Linked DNA regions of Anas platyrhynchos: region 1 is linked to region 2. Evidence: chromatin contacts called from public Hi-C data. All regions are on one chromosome and are shown on one strand. Each heading gives the region's core, a stretch centred on a gene start, on an enhancer-like site or on the middle of the called end of the contact. The rest is flanking DNA. Distances are from core to core; before and after follow the strand shown.

The links. Hi-C and Micro-C count contacts between places; a contact is called where the count stands out from the background.
Region 1: a Hi-C map of skeletal muscle shows a contact between it and region 2, with 3 times the contacts expected there. The contact joins the promoter of GBX2 here to the enhancer-like site in region 2. A contact is called at or near these places in 3 of 8 Hi-C or Micro-C datasets (liver, skeletal muscle and subcutaneous adipose tissue).

Annotation. Positions count from the first base shown.
Region 1 is chr7:30,536,804-30,542,969 of IASCAAS_PekinDuck_T2T, forward strand. GBX2 (gastrulation brain homeobox 2) reads right to left here and starts at 2,310. Exons shown (of 2, transcript XM_027462178.3): 1 at 1,658-2,310; 2 at 24-1,295. The coding sequence starts at 2,171. The coding sequence ends at 772.
Region 2 is chr7:30,337,994-30,344,522 of IASCAAS_PekinDuck_T2T, forward strand. It overlaps AGAP1 (ArfGAP with GTPase domain, ankyrin repeat and PH domain 1), which reads left to right. Exons shown (of 20, transcript XM_038182545.2): 9 at 2,939-3,094. Among named protein-coding and RNA genes, the nearest start is that of AGAP1, 180 kb to the left of the region's middle. Within about 2 kb of position 3,433, at least 2 of the 8 cell types and tissues checked have an H3K27ac peak or open chromatin away from gene starts, as enhancers often do.

The DNA of each region.
Region 1 (6,166 bases), core at 1,060-3,559, 200 kb after region 2:
CCCCCCTCCTCTCTTTCTCTCTCTGTTTTAAAACATGGCTCGGTAGAATCGGCAAACCAAATCGACAGAAAGCCAGGCAAAAAATATATTTAAAAACCCGTCACCCGGTGCCTGTCCCTCAGCCATCCGAAGTAAAACAAAACAACAGAAAAGGCATGAAACCAACCCCTCGGCTTCGTTTCGTTTCGCTCTCCTCTCTCTCTCTCCCTTGTTTTTTGTTTTTTTTTATTTTACCTTTCGCACCGCTAAGAAACAAAACCCCAAAGCTGGCTACGTGTGCGCTGCGGGTTTCGCTGGGGGGGGTTCTGCTGGCGAGGGGGGCACGGGTGAATTTGGGCTGGATCCAGCGGCGGTGGCGGCGGTGGCAGGGCTCTGCTCGCCCGGTCCCGTCGCAGCCGCGCCGCCGCAGCCGAGGCAGCACGACCGTGTATGTACAACGTGGGGCAGCACGGTAATAATAAATATCTGCGCGTCTCTCCCAGGGTTTGGTATTCCCGCTTCCCAAACAAAACAAAAAAAAAATTCAGTTTCAAAGCCTCTTCCCTCTGCGGGCTCTCAGGACGTGGAAAGTTTCGCTGCAAAGTTCGCTCGAGGCTGGGGTTTGCTGCGAGCTCGCGGAGGGCTTTTGCTGTCGTCAGGGGCTCGGGTTTTGCTTCTGTGTTTTTTTTTTTTTTTTTCCTCTTCTCTTTTCTTTTCGGCTGGGTCGCTGTCAAACCCCGGCTGGGAAACTTTTCCTCCAAACCCCGTGGCTCTGAGGGCAGGGGGGGGGGATCAGGGTCGGGCTTGCTCCAGCTGCTGGTGCTGACTCCTGATGGCAAACCTGCTGACGTGCACCGGGATGGGCACCACGATCTTAGGGTTTCGGGACGGCTCCCCCGTCTTGGAGTTGGCGTTGCCCGCCTTGACCCGTTTCCATTTGGCCCTCCTGTTCTGGAACCAGATTTTCACCTGCACCTCGCTGAGTTTGAGGGCGTGCGCGATCTGGGACCTCTCGGTCAGGGACAGGTACTTTTTGCAGTGAAACTCCTTCTCCAGCTCCAGCAGCTGCTCGCTGGTGAAGGCCGTTCGCCTCCTCCGGTTTTTGCCGGTGGACGTGGTGTTGTTGGAGTTGTTGGCGCTCTGGGGGTTCTCCTCCAGCGCGTTGCCAGAGTCCTCTTCCTTGTGAGCCGCCTGGCCGGGGATGTTGTCGTCGGAGCTGTAGTCTAGGTCGCTGTCCATGGAGAAACTTTCCTCCTTGCCCTTCGCGTCGTCCTCCCCCTTGGGGTCCTCCTTCCCCTGGCCCCGCAGAGCCCCAGCTGGAAGCGAAGCAGAGGGGGCAGAGGCCCTCGGTTAGCGGCTGGCCCCTTCCATCCCGCGCCCCACCACCTCGGAGGGGGGGATCTGGGGGTGGGGAGCGGGACACGGGATGGGGACCCCCGGGGATGCAGGCTGGGGACCCTCGGGGTTGGGGGCTGCAGGATGGGGACCCGTGGGGCTGCAGGATGGGAACCCTTGGGGTTTTGGGATGCAGGATGGGGGCTCCTGGCGATGAGGGCTGCGGACCCCCGGGGCTGGGGGCTGCAGGCTGGGGACCCCCGCCGCCCCTCGCCCCCCAGCCCGGCGCCGTCCGCCCCGTCGAGGCGTGCGGCTGCTCCCCTCGGGCCCCCCCCAAACTCACCGAGGGAAGCCTGGACGGCGTCGGCGGCCGGGAAGGGCAGCAGGGCGCCCCCGTCCTTGGCCAGGAAGGCTTTGCCGTCGTCGCCGCCGCCGTCGGGGGGCAAGCCGTCGGCTTTGTCGAAGTTGCCCGGGGGCGCGAACTTCCTGGCGGCCTCCTGGTGCTGCGGGGAGGCGGAGAAGGCTCCGGGCAGCGTGGCCATCAGGGTGGAGGTGAGGGCCATGCCCTGCGCCAGGCCGGAGCAGAAGCCGGAGGGCAGGCTGGGCAGCTGGTGGTGGTGCGGGTGCGCGGGGGGCAGCGGCGGCTGCAGGGCGCCCTGCGGCAGGGCGGGGGGGGGCGGCGGCGGCGGGGGCAGCACGACGGGCCGGTAGGGCACGAACATGGGGTAGCCGGTGTAGACGAAGTGCCCGGGGGCCGGCGGCGGGGGGCTGCCGATGAGCGAGTCGATGCTGAAGGCCGTGCTGCTCCCCAGCGGGCGCTGCATCATCATCAGCGAGGGCTGGAAAGCCGCGCTCATGCCGGAGCAGCCGCCGCCTTCCTCCTCCTCCTCCTCCTCCTCCTCCTCCTCCTCCTCCTCTTGGTCGTTCCTCGTCCTCAGCGCCGCGCAGCGCCCACGCGTGGGGCACAGCCGGGGCGGAGCGGGGCCGCTCCCCGCAGCCGCCGCCGCCGCCGCCGCCGCAGCCCGCACATGGGGGCCCGGCCGCCCCCCGCGCCCCCCGCCGCCCCCCGCCGCTCCCCGCCGCCGCGCTGCCTCTGCCCGCCCGCGCCGCCCGCGCCCATTCACATTTTGCCCGGTGGGAACCCGCACCGCACCACGTGCCCGCCGCCGCCAACGCCCATTGGGCAGGGAGGCGCGAGGGGCGGGGCTTAGCCGCCTCCGGACACGCCCCCTCGCTACGAGGCCACGCCCCCTCCCTCCCTCCCTCCCGCCCCCCCCCCCCGGCCCACGCGTGGGGGGCGCCCCCCCCGTGGGGGCCCCGCGGGCGCGGCGTGGGACGGGGCCCGGCAGCCGCCCCCCGGCTGAGCGCCCGCTGCACCATCCTTTTTAACCAAGTTATTCTGTCTTTTTTTTAACCTTTTTATTATTTCTTTAAAAAAATTATTATTTTTAAACTATTTTACTATTTTTTTAAATTGTTCTTTAACTCTTTCCTGATTTTTTCAACTTTTTATAACTACTTTACGTTTTTTTTAACTCATTCTTAGTTTTAACTCTTATTTTTAAATTACTTTATTTTTATTTTAACTACTTTATTATTATCATAACTACTTTATTATTATTATAACTCTTTATTATTATTTTAACTGTTTTATTATTTTTTTGAAAAACTATCCTATTATTAACAACTCTTTTTCTTATTGCTCCCAGCTTTTCTATTATTTTCTAACTTTTTTCCTTCTTACTATCAACTCCTTTCTCATTTCTTAACCTATTTTATCCTTTAACTATTTTACCACTTAACCATTTCATTTCTTAGCTATTTTATTATTAAACAATTTATTTTATTATTTAAACAATTTTATTATTTTTTAAACCAATCCATTATTGTTTTAAACTATTTTACTGTTTTTTTAACCATTCCATTATTTTTTAAACTATTTTAGTCTTTTTAACTATTCCATTATTACACTTTATTATTTCTTTAAACTACTTTATTATTCCTTAAACTACTTTATTATTTTTTTAAACCACTTTATTATTTTTTAAAGTACTTTATTATTTTTTTTAAACTACTTTATTATTTTTTAAACTATTTTATTCACGCTTTTCTCTCCCTCTCCTTTTTTTTTTTTTTTTTTTTTTTTTTTTTTCCCCAATCTGAAAAGCCCCCAAATAGGCTCCATGTGGTTCTGGGTAAAGTCAGCCCCTGGCTTGGCTTTGAAATTGCTTCTGCAATTATGTAAAAGAGCCATTCAGCATCACGGCGGAATTAAAAGCGAGCGAGGCTGCTCCCTTTTCTCCGGCGAGCCTCTCATGTTGGCCGGCTCAAAGCCTTTCCAACACGACGTCTTTGCTGAGGACAAAAGGCGGAACAAAAAAAAAAAAAAAAAAAAAAAAAAGAAAAAGAAAAAAAAAAAGAGGGGAGAAAAAAAAAAAGCCCCCAAACTTGTAAATTGAACGTCAAGGGAACTTTACACAATTTCAAAGGCCATAAATAATGATAAAGGGACCAGGCGAAGAGGCAAACCCAGGCAATTAATGGAGGTTCCCAAGCAAAGATCAAGTGGTTTGGAAAATAAAATTAAATGAAAAAAAAAAAAAAAAGTAAAGAAAGAAAAAGAGCTAAAAAAAGAAAGAAAAAAGGAGGGGGCTGCCCAGGGTGGGCCCCCTCCTCCGGGACAACGGCACCGGCGGCCCCTTGGGGCTGGTTTTGGGGTGCCCTTGGGAGCGTAGGGCTGGGGAGAGAAGAAGTGGGGGCCAAATCCTGCCCCGTGGTGCTGGTGGCACATGGGGTGAGGGGGGCACGCAGGGAAAAGTGGGAGCATGTGGGGTGTGGGGGGCACACAGGGGTTGGGGAGCACGTGTGCCAATGGGGTCATGCATGTGGGGTGAGGGTTGGGGCGCCTTTTGCCCCCCAGCGCCCTCCTGCCCAGCTCCTGGCTGCGTTTTTTGGGCCCTGGCACCAAAACTTTGTCACTTCTGGGCCTGGTGGTGGCTTCACTGCCCGGTCAGGCATGGCTTTTGGGGTGCTGAGCTCCCCTCGATGCCTCGAGCAGTTCCAACCCCAAGTGTCCCACCTCCACGTGTCCCATCCACGCACCACAGAGGCCACTTTGAGCGCATCTTTGACCTCCATGGGCACAAGCGGGGCTGGTGCCCACCAGTTTTCCCCCACCCCATGACCCACCAGACGTTGGGGCTGACCCCAAAGCCGTGCTTGCTCCCCGTGGTCCTGAGCCCACCCTACAGCGCGGTGGGGATCCTGCTCTCCATCCCCCCAAAATGGGGAAACCCCTTCTCCATCCCCCAGCGTCCAGAGCGGGCTCTGAAAGCTTGGGGAGAAGCAAATCTGTGCTGGCAAGTCATCGTTTCAACAGAAAATTTAAAAACAGAATTAAAAAAAATAAAAAATAAAGTCTTTTTTTATTTTTTTTTCAGGAAACAGCCTCGGATGGAGGATCTGGGAGATAATTAGGCACGGTAATGTGCCGGGGCATGGCGATGTGTACCAACACCCAGCTCCTGCAGCTGTTTTTTATTGTCAGCCCTCTTCAAAATTTGCCCACAAACAAGTGCCTTTGCAAGACGGGCGTATTATTTCGGGCGAGAATAGGCTTTTGTTCGGCACATAATTAGCTGATTTTTCTCCGCTGCAGAAACGCCGGCGATCGCTGGCTGTCGGAGCAGCAACCGGAGCGTGGTCGTGCCTGGGAAGTGGGGCAGGGGGGACCCTCGGTGGCCCCCACGGCTGGGCCCACGCAGCAGGGGCCTTTCTGGGGGTCCGAGAGTGGGCACAGGGTGGGAAGGGGCGTTTTGGGGACCCCCCGGCACGGAGGTGATGCTTGGAGAGGGTCCCGCACCACCTGGGGGCCAGGCGGCCCCTGGGGGGGGTTGGTCCCCAAAAGCCTTCTCGCCAAGGGGTAGGGGGTCATGCTTTAAACAGGAGGATTTTGGGAGGGGCTCCCACTCCAGCTGCTGCCCGGACAGGGGGAAGAGGCTGTGAAGTACATAAAAAGAGGGATTTTTCCCCCAAAAAAGAGCCAGCACAGGGAGGAGAAGGAGCTTTCTGCAGCAAGTAACCGTGGGCGCAGTGGAGGGGGAAACGCATCAGGGGGAGCTTGGGCCCCTTTGTGGGGGGGGTTCAGTGGTCAGGACCCCCCTGGTGTGGTCAGGACGCCCCCGGTGAGGTTAGGACCCCCACCCCATGTGCTGTGGGTTTTTTTTGGGGTGCATGGGGTCAGCTCCATCCTCCCATGGGGGCTGCAGGTGGGGCAGGGCGGTCCCGGTGGCTTTATCAGGGTCTTTTAGAGCCCCCCCCGAGGTGACTCCTGCGAGACCCTCCCCCTCCCCCGGGGAAATGTTTAATTACACGGGAAATGTGGAAAAAAAAAAAAAATCCCTTTTCGCAGGGAGCCTCTGGGCTGGGGAGGGCGGGCAGGGCTGCGGCGGGAGGGGGGCGCGGGGCGCGGGATGCCCCACGCGTGCCCGTGGGGGGCTCCCCGGGAAGCCGCCCCCCCGTCCCTCCGCCCCCTCGCTTTGCAGGCGGGGAGGGAAGCCCTCGGTCGCTTAATCCCATTAAACTCCCTCGCAGGTTCCCGTTTGAACTCATTTCGGGCTGGGAAAGGCGCAAGGCGCTGATTTTTTTAAATTATTATTATTTTTTTGGTGGTGATGCGTTTGTATTTCATTTTTTCCTTTTTTTTTTTTTTTTTTTTTTTTAAGGGCGTGTGTTTATTTATTTATTTATTTATTGGTATGTGGTTTTATTTTATCTATCTATTTATTTATTTCTATTTTCTTTTTCTTTTTTTTTTTTTTTTTTTTTTAACAAACTTGAAGGCGCCGCCCGG
Region 2 (6,529 bases), core at 2,183-4,682:
TCGGTGCAGGAAGAGGGCAGGAGACAGGTCCCCGGTGGAGCAGGCTGTACCCCTGCAGCCCACGGGTCCCATGGTGGGGCAGGTCTCTATGCCGCGGGCTGCAGAGAGGAGCCCGGCTGGAGCAGGCGGCCAGGACCCAAAGGAGGCTGCGGCCCACAGAGAGCACCGGTGGACAGGAGCCCTGGGCACAATGTGGTGTTAAACCACAGCAGTTATCTGCTTCCAGTTGAGAGCTGTATGTCTTCACCTTTTTAAGTTGATCAATATTATTATGAAACAAAACATAGAACAGAACAAACCCCCCCCCTTTTTTTTTTTTTAAGAGTTCACAGTTCCAATCCTCTGATCAGTGTACCTGTTTTTTAGTCCATCCTTCTTGTTGTTTACCTGTCTCTTCTGTATTAGAGGCTTCTAAATTTTTGAGACATAAGCTTAATGTGATCTTTCTTCTTCCATTGTTTTCATTGTGTATTGTCATCTTTTTTCCCCCCTCTTCCCTTGAGCCTTTCAGCTGCATGGTTTTAATCTTAAATGTGTTCAACTAGTTCTGTTCCCAGTGTTGGTTGCTTGCTTGGATTTCCTACTCCCTCGTTCCCCCACACATTTGGTTTTGTCATGGCAAAGTGGACAGCGGGTCCTCATCATTCTGGCCCAAATGCAATTCCTTTAGACCAGTTATTCCATTGACTTTGGTCTTCATTTCTAATGCTAGTCTATAGTGGCTAAGTTTTCAGATCTCCTCCTTGTAGACCGTTCATCAGCCGTGGTCCTTCCTGTGTTTCTTCTGAGGGGTGATAGCTGGCCATCACAGATTCCATGTGTCTTCTTGCAAGTATTGACATTCTTGTCCATTTGGTGTGTTACTTGAAGTCTCAGCAAGAAGTCTTAGAGAAAAGGAAAGTGAATGTGGCATAGATTAAGGTCAGCTCTTCCCAGGTAGTCCTGCTCATTGCTCATTATTACTCGCTGTTAGGACACTAAAAATGATAATTGCAGTTCTTGTTCTTTCATCATCTTTGGTTTATACACTTGGTCCATCTGCAAATTCTGCTTGCTACTTCTTTGTACTTGAAAGTATTGTTGGAAAAAGTTGGTCAAAATGGTCTGTTATTTCCAGTATTGCTATCTCTGGCTTCCTTTGATTCAGTCAGAGTGAAGTGGAGATTAAATTTATATCCTTTTTGTAATACTTCAGGGGGAAAGAGAACAATTTTCTCCATAAAAAAAAAAAAAGTTCATTTGGAAGACTGTAAGTCGTATCATATCACATAGAGATGAAGAGGAACATGTCTGCAGAGAAACAGTGGTTTCAGAAGTGATGTTCCTGGATTTCTGGCTGCATTGACCTGCCCTTTAGTCCAAGCATGAATTTCTTGACTCGTGCCTATTCTTTTTTACCATCCTCTTCTTGAATTTTAAAATAAAAAATAAAAATGAAAATGCAAGAAGAAACTTCAACTGGATGATGTAAAGAAGGATTGTCTTCTACCTGGATCTCCTTCAGAGGTCTCATTTTGATGGCTCACCACTGCCTGCGTTGTGTGAGGTCCATACAGTGAGCTCTAACGTGTGTGTCACGGGAGGTCCTGGTCCTGCTGATGCCTCCCAGGCAGAGTGCCCCTGCATGGTAGCTTTGTGTGCATGTGTAAGGTCAGTCACTGGTGGAAGAGCAGTGCTGAAGAGGAGACACTGGAGTCCCTTATTTTCCTGTTAAGCAACTTCACCTGGTGAATTCCTAGCTACAGCAATTAAAATTAGTTGCCTTATGTCATGGAAGAACCTTTCCCCCAGGCATCCCATGAATACCCTGTTTTACCTTCTTTCCTCACCTCTTTTAGGCAACTTGACTACTTCAAAGATACTCTTGCACCTTCTCACAAGTGTTACAGATCTTTATTTCTCCCCTTGTAAGTTACCTGTGAGTTGTTGTCCAAAACCTCTGCATGCTGCTGCTCTCCTGTTGAGCTTTTCTTCAAAGGCATACAGAACTTTCAGTCTTTGCCTTGCATCAGTCCCCACTCAACGTATGCAGTATACCCTCAAAGGATATACATGCACCTGATTTAAAAAAAAAAAAAGTGCTTTTGTGCTTCCAGACCGTCTGCATCATTTTTAGTACTCTTTTATTATAGCTAATAAAAATCAAGACTTTAATCACCTTTTGGTACTTTCCAATCTGTCGTTTTTTTCACTTCCCTGCTATTAGTTGCTTGTTGCATCAATTCATTAATTGGTTTATAGGCTTACTGAGTGACTATTTCATTTCTCATGAGACTATGATGTAACTTTACATTTTTGGCTACTTTGAATAAATTGGAATGTCTTCCTTTAGATTCTGTATCCCTGTACCAATGGATTTCATGGCTTCAGCAAATGTCTCAATTACTTACAACCACAATAGGAGTTCACAACATTGGTTTTTTTTAATTTTCTTGATTAGTTCTCAGTGGACTGATGATTCCAAACTAGGATTTAGTCCAGTTACGCAGTTCTATTGCACTAGGTATTTTTTCTTCGGTTTGAGGCAGAATTTGGGCTACCAGTTTTGAAGTAGAAAAATAGAATTTACAGCTTTTCCCTAACGTTTTACTTAACTTTTATATTAGTGAAACAAATTGTCATTCTACATAATATACCCATAACTGGATATAAACAATGTGCCTACCACATTTATTCAGCATATTTTATAAGGGAGATAAAAATATCCATCAGCAAATATCTAGGTTTTCAAAAATTAAGGCTATGGAGAAAAAAAATAATATGTATGTATGAAGGCTTGGAAAGGAAATGGGTGGAGAAGTGGCAGTAGGGCAGGCCTGCTGTGTTCCTGAGCTTAGGCTGCTATTTGTAGGTATCAGGGCTAAATAAAAGACAGCTGTGGATTGCAATTTCTTGAAAGCAGTGTATCACTGTTTAAAACTAACTTTAATCCTTGCAGACCAGTAATGGAGGAGGGAGTTTAAGTGATTACTCCTCCTCTGTCCCATCAACTCCAAGCACCAGCCAGAAGGAGCTACGGATTGATGTTCCTCCCACTGCCAACACACCAACTCCTGTCCGTAAACAGTCCAAGCGCCGATCCAACCTCTTCACGGTGAGTGAGCCCAGGAAGAGACTATTGCTGTGTTTTTAGTAGTGCTCTGTGGTGATGGCCTGAACTTCAACCTGGTTGAGTTGAGCTGGTCTAATCCAGACAGGAGTGGTGAGATGGATCTGTAGGCTTGAAAACAAAAGCATTTTAGAATTACAATGGGGCTTAAACAGAGACTAAGTACGGTGACGGTGACATGTCCATACTGGGAATTTCAGTGGTTGAATTCTGGAGCCTTTGTTTGAATTGAATTCTGAGGTCTGTCTAGATTCCAAGGTTTGGCAGCCTTCCTATCACCAGTAATCAAAGACAAAGTTGTGTCTCTGCTCCTAAACCCTGCCTGTGTGCTGAATAATACTGCTGACTCAGGGCTTCCTTGTGAAGTTTCCAGTGTTTATAGAGAGGTCACAGTGTTTAGCATGGGAATTCCACTGGGTACTGGAAAATAACCACCCCTTGCTAATTTTGTTACTATACAGTCTCAATGCACTTCTATTTTTCCAGGGCTAAAAGATATGATGGAGATTAAAATGACTTTTTCTTCCCAGACCATGTGATTTTTGCAGAGGAAAAAAAAGTTACTAAATAGAAAGTGTGACTGGTCCACTATGATTGATCTTCGGTATGCACAATTACTTTGGGAAATAATGAAGCCTTGAGTGATGATTCCCGTATTTTAGCAGTCTTGCTGAAAGCTTTGTGATCTTTTTTTTTGATACTCCCCTAACAAATCCTTATAACAAACACAAATGGTGATGGTAGCTACACATCGGTTACATTTAGAAAGCCATGTCTTCCCAGTCATCATAAAAAGTTGGTATTTTGTATTCTAAAGATGACCCTGTGTTTACTTCCCAAAGCTAGCTAGCTCTTCAGTTTTATCCAGGAAACACTTACAAAAATGTTTTGTTTTTTTTTTTAAAAAAAAAAAGTTTTGTAATCTAAACAATCTGTCTTTCAGCCTTTAGCAAGTAAAAAGTTTTGTTATAGTTTTGGAGTGCTGAGTGACAGCGCAGAGTCCCGTAGATCACCCTTGGTGTGCCCATCTTGTCAGTGATATTTTGGTTTAAAACTGTACCTCTTCAAACTCCTATGAAGTAATTAAAATGATGCGTTTTTGTTCAAGGAGTTTTAACAACAAAAATGCAAAAGTGTCATACAAAAGCTTGTCAAATTTTGACACTGACATTTTGTAGCAATTGTGAGGATTTTTCCCTCCGTTTGCGGGAATAGTGGCTCCTGTTGAGGAGTACTCATGAGTTATTAACTCCACTAGATGTCAGTGTCATCCTAGAAACTGCGAGCGCAGTCATAAATCTGGGAAGAGAGCCGAGACCACTCCAGCGTCTGTCAAAAGCATTTGCCGACCGTTTCCCGTCTTAAGTATGCATAAAACGCTGTGAGGGCTGTTTAGATGTTGTTGACATTTGGAAAACTGGGAGTGATTTATATTTGAGTAGGTGTAAATTTGAGAAAGTGAATAAAGAGAAACACATACATCTACAGTCGAGGCAAAGGGCTGAGGAGAATATGAAATCAGCTGTGTTTGCTATAAACAGGCTAAACTGGCTGGTTTGCGATAGCTGATAGCACAGGGAGAACCAAATTTTCTAATATAGAGGATGTTGGCAGTTGTCTTAATGCCGAATAACTGGGGAAAAATTAAGGGAAAAATAAGTGGTGCGGGGAAAAAATTGTCTCTTCAGAAGTATTTCTGTCTTTTAAGATGTGGTCATATTGAATGCAGTGCAAAGAGTTGCCTTGTAATCCATGTCCTGAAATACTTTAATACTGACCCTGCTCTAAAAGGTTTCATACCGTATCAACCAAGTTGTAGCCCAGAATTACTTAATTGAATAAATAAATGACTAGTATTTCCTGTCTAGTTATGAAAAGAGAGGGAAATCAAAAATATTTTAGTTAGCTTTTTTTTTGCTGTGCTTGTTTCCTAGCTTGTTACTTGCTTATGACTTCATTGCTTAGGTTTGTTTAATTGCAAATTGACCCTCGTTATGTAGCACAGGTAATAGGTTTAGTTTTCTCCATGAAGGTCTTCTAGTGTTAGAAGAAAAATTGGTTAAGCAGAGAACAGATGTGCTTTTTTCTTAAATCTATGACAGATTTTGAATTGGAATAGGGTTGAGAATTTTAAATGTTTGTGTTTCAGTGCACTGTATGCAGTATGTGATCTTTTCAACTGTTGGATATTCATGTTTTCCGTCAAGCTATCGTAGCAATAGCTGACTTTCTACTAGGGCTTTAAAATAGATCAAATAAAGCAGAAGGGTAAATGTCTTGTTTTGTGCACTGCACAAACAGAAACAACTAAATAGTATTGTGTAGCACAGGTGAGGATTTACACTTGAGCAAAGCACTGATTGTAACTACTTGTCAGATTACATATGGGGTGAATGAACTTGAGGTGCAGTAAGATGCATCTCCTTTCTCATATTCAATATTACCTGTCTTACATTATTGCAGATTTGTGAGAGTGTCTTTTCTTAAAAGTTAGAGTTCATTTCATCTCAGTATATTGGAGATCAGTATTTGTACTTTCTGGGGCTCTGTGGACTGTTGAGACAGGATTCTGGTGGTGCCCAAACCCAGGTGCTGTATCATTCTGGGTCTGAAGCAATCTTGTTTCACAGTCCTGATTGATTAAAAAAAAAAAAAAAAATCTGCATATGGCTTGTAATGCAAAGGGAAAACGGGTCAAATGATATTCATGCAGCTTTGTTCTGTTGTGCTTTTTTTGGACTTTCTCTGGTTTGCTTTAATGAAGCTTTAAATAGAACTACTTAATTTGTAAACCTAACATCAGAAGAAGTCCTAGCAAATGTTGATACACAATGGTTTAGATTTTTTTAGTCTACTGGATATAAGATGAAAGATGTGCATTATGGATAGGTGCAAAACCATGAAAGAGCAGGTTATCTATCAATTTTACTATATATTTTTTTGTTTTTAAACAGTGGAACCAGATAAAATTCTCCCCTTTGAAAATTGTGTGTATTCTGTAATTATCAGCAGCTAAGACAGAATTTGTTTAATATACATTCCTATATTTCTGTACTTTTAGCACTTGGCAATATTTTGTATATAGGTATTTCCCTTCTATCTGCAGTGTTCTTTCCTGATACAGTATGGAATACAAAATGTGATGATTTAAAAACAAAATAAAAATTAGTGCATAGGTATTTATCCCTTTCAGAGATTGGTTCCTTTCTTTTTAAAAGTCAAATAAAAAGAAACATTCAAGTTGACAACTTCCCTCCCAAGGATTTGGCTACCTTCACTGAGTTTCTTTAAAATGTCACTTAGGGACGCTTTGCGCTATTGAAGTATTGTTTTGTGTTTTATTATTGGGAAGTGGCACTTTCAGATTCAGAAATCTGTCTTGAAGGAAGAGGAACAATAGTTATCTTGAACATCGGATTT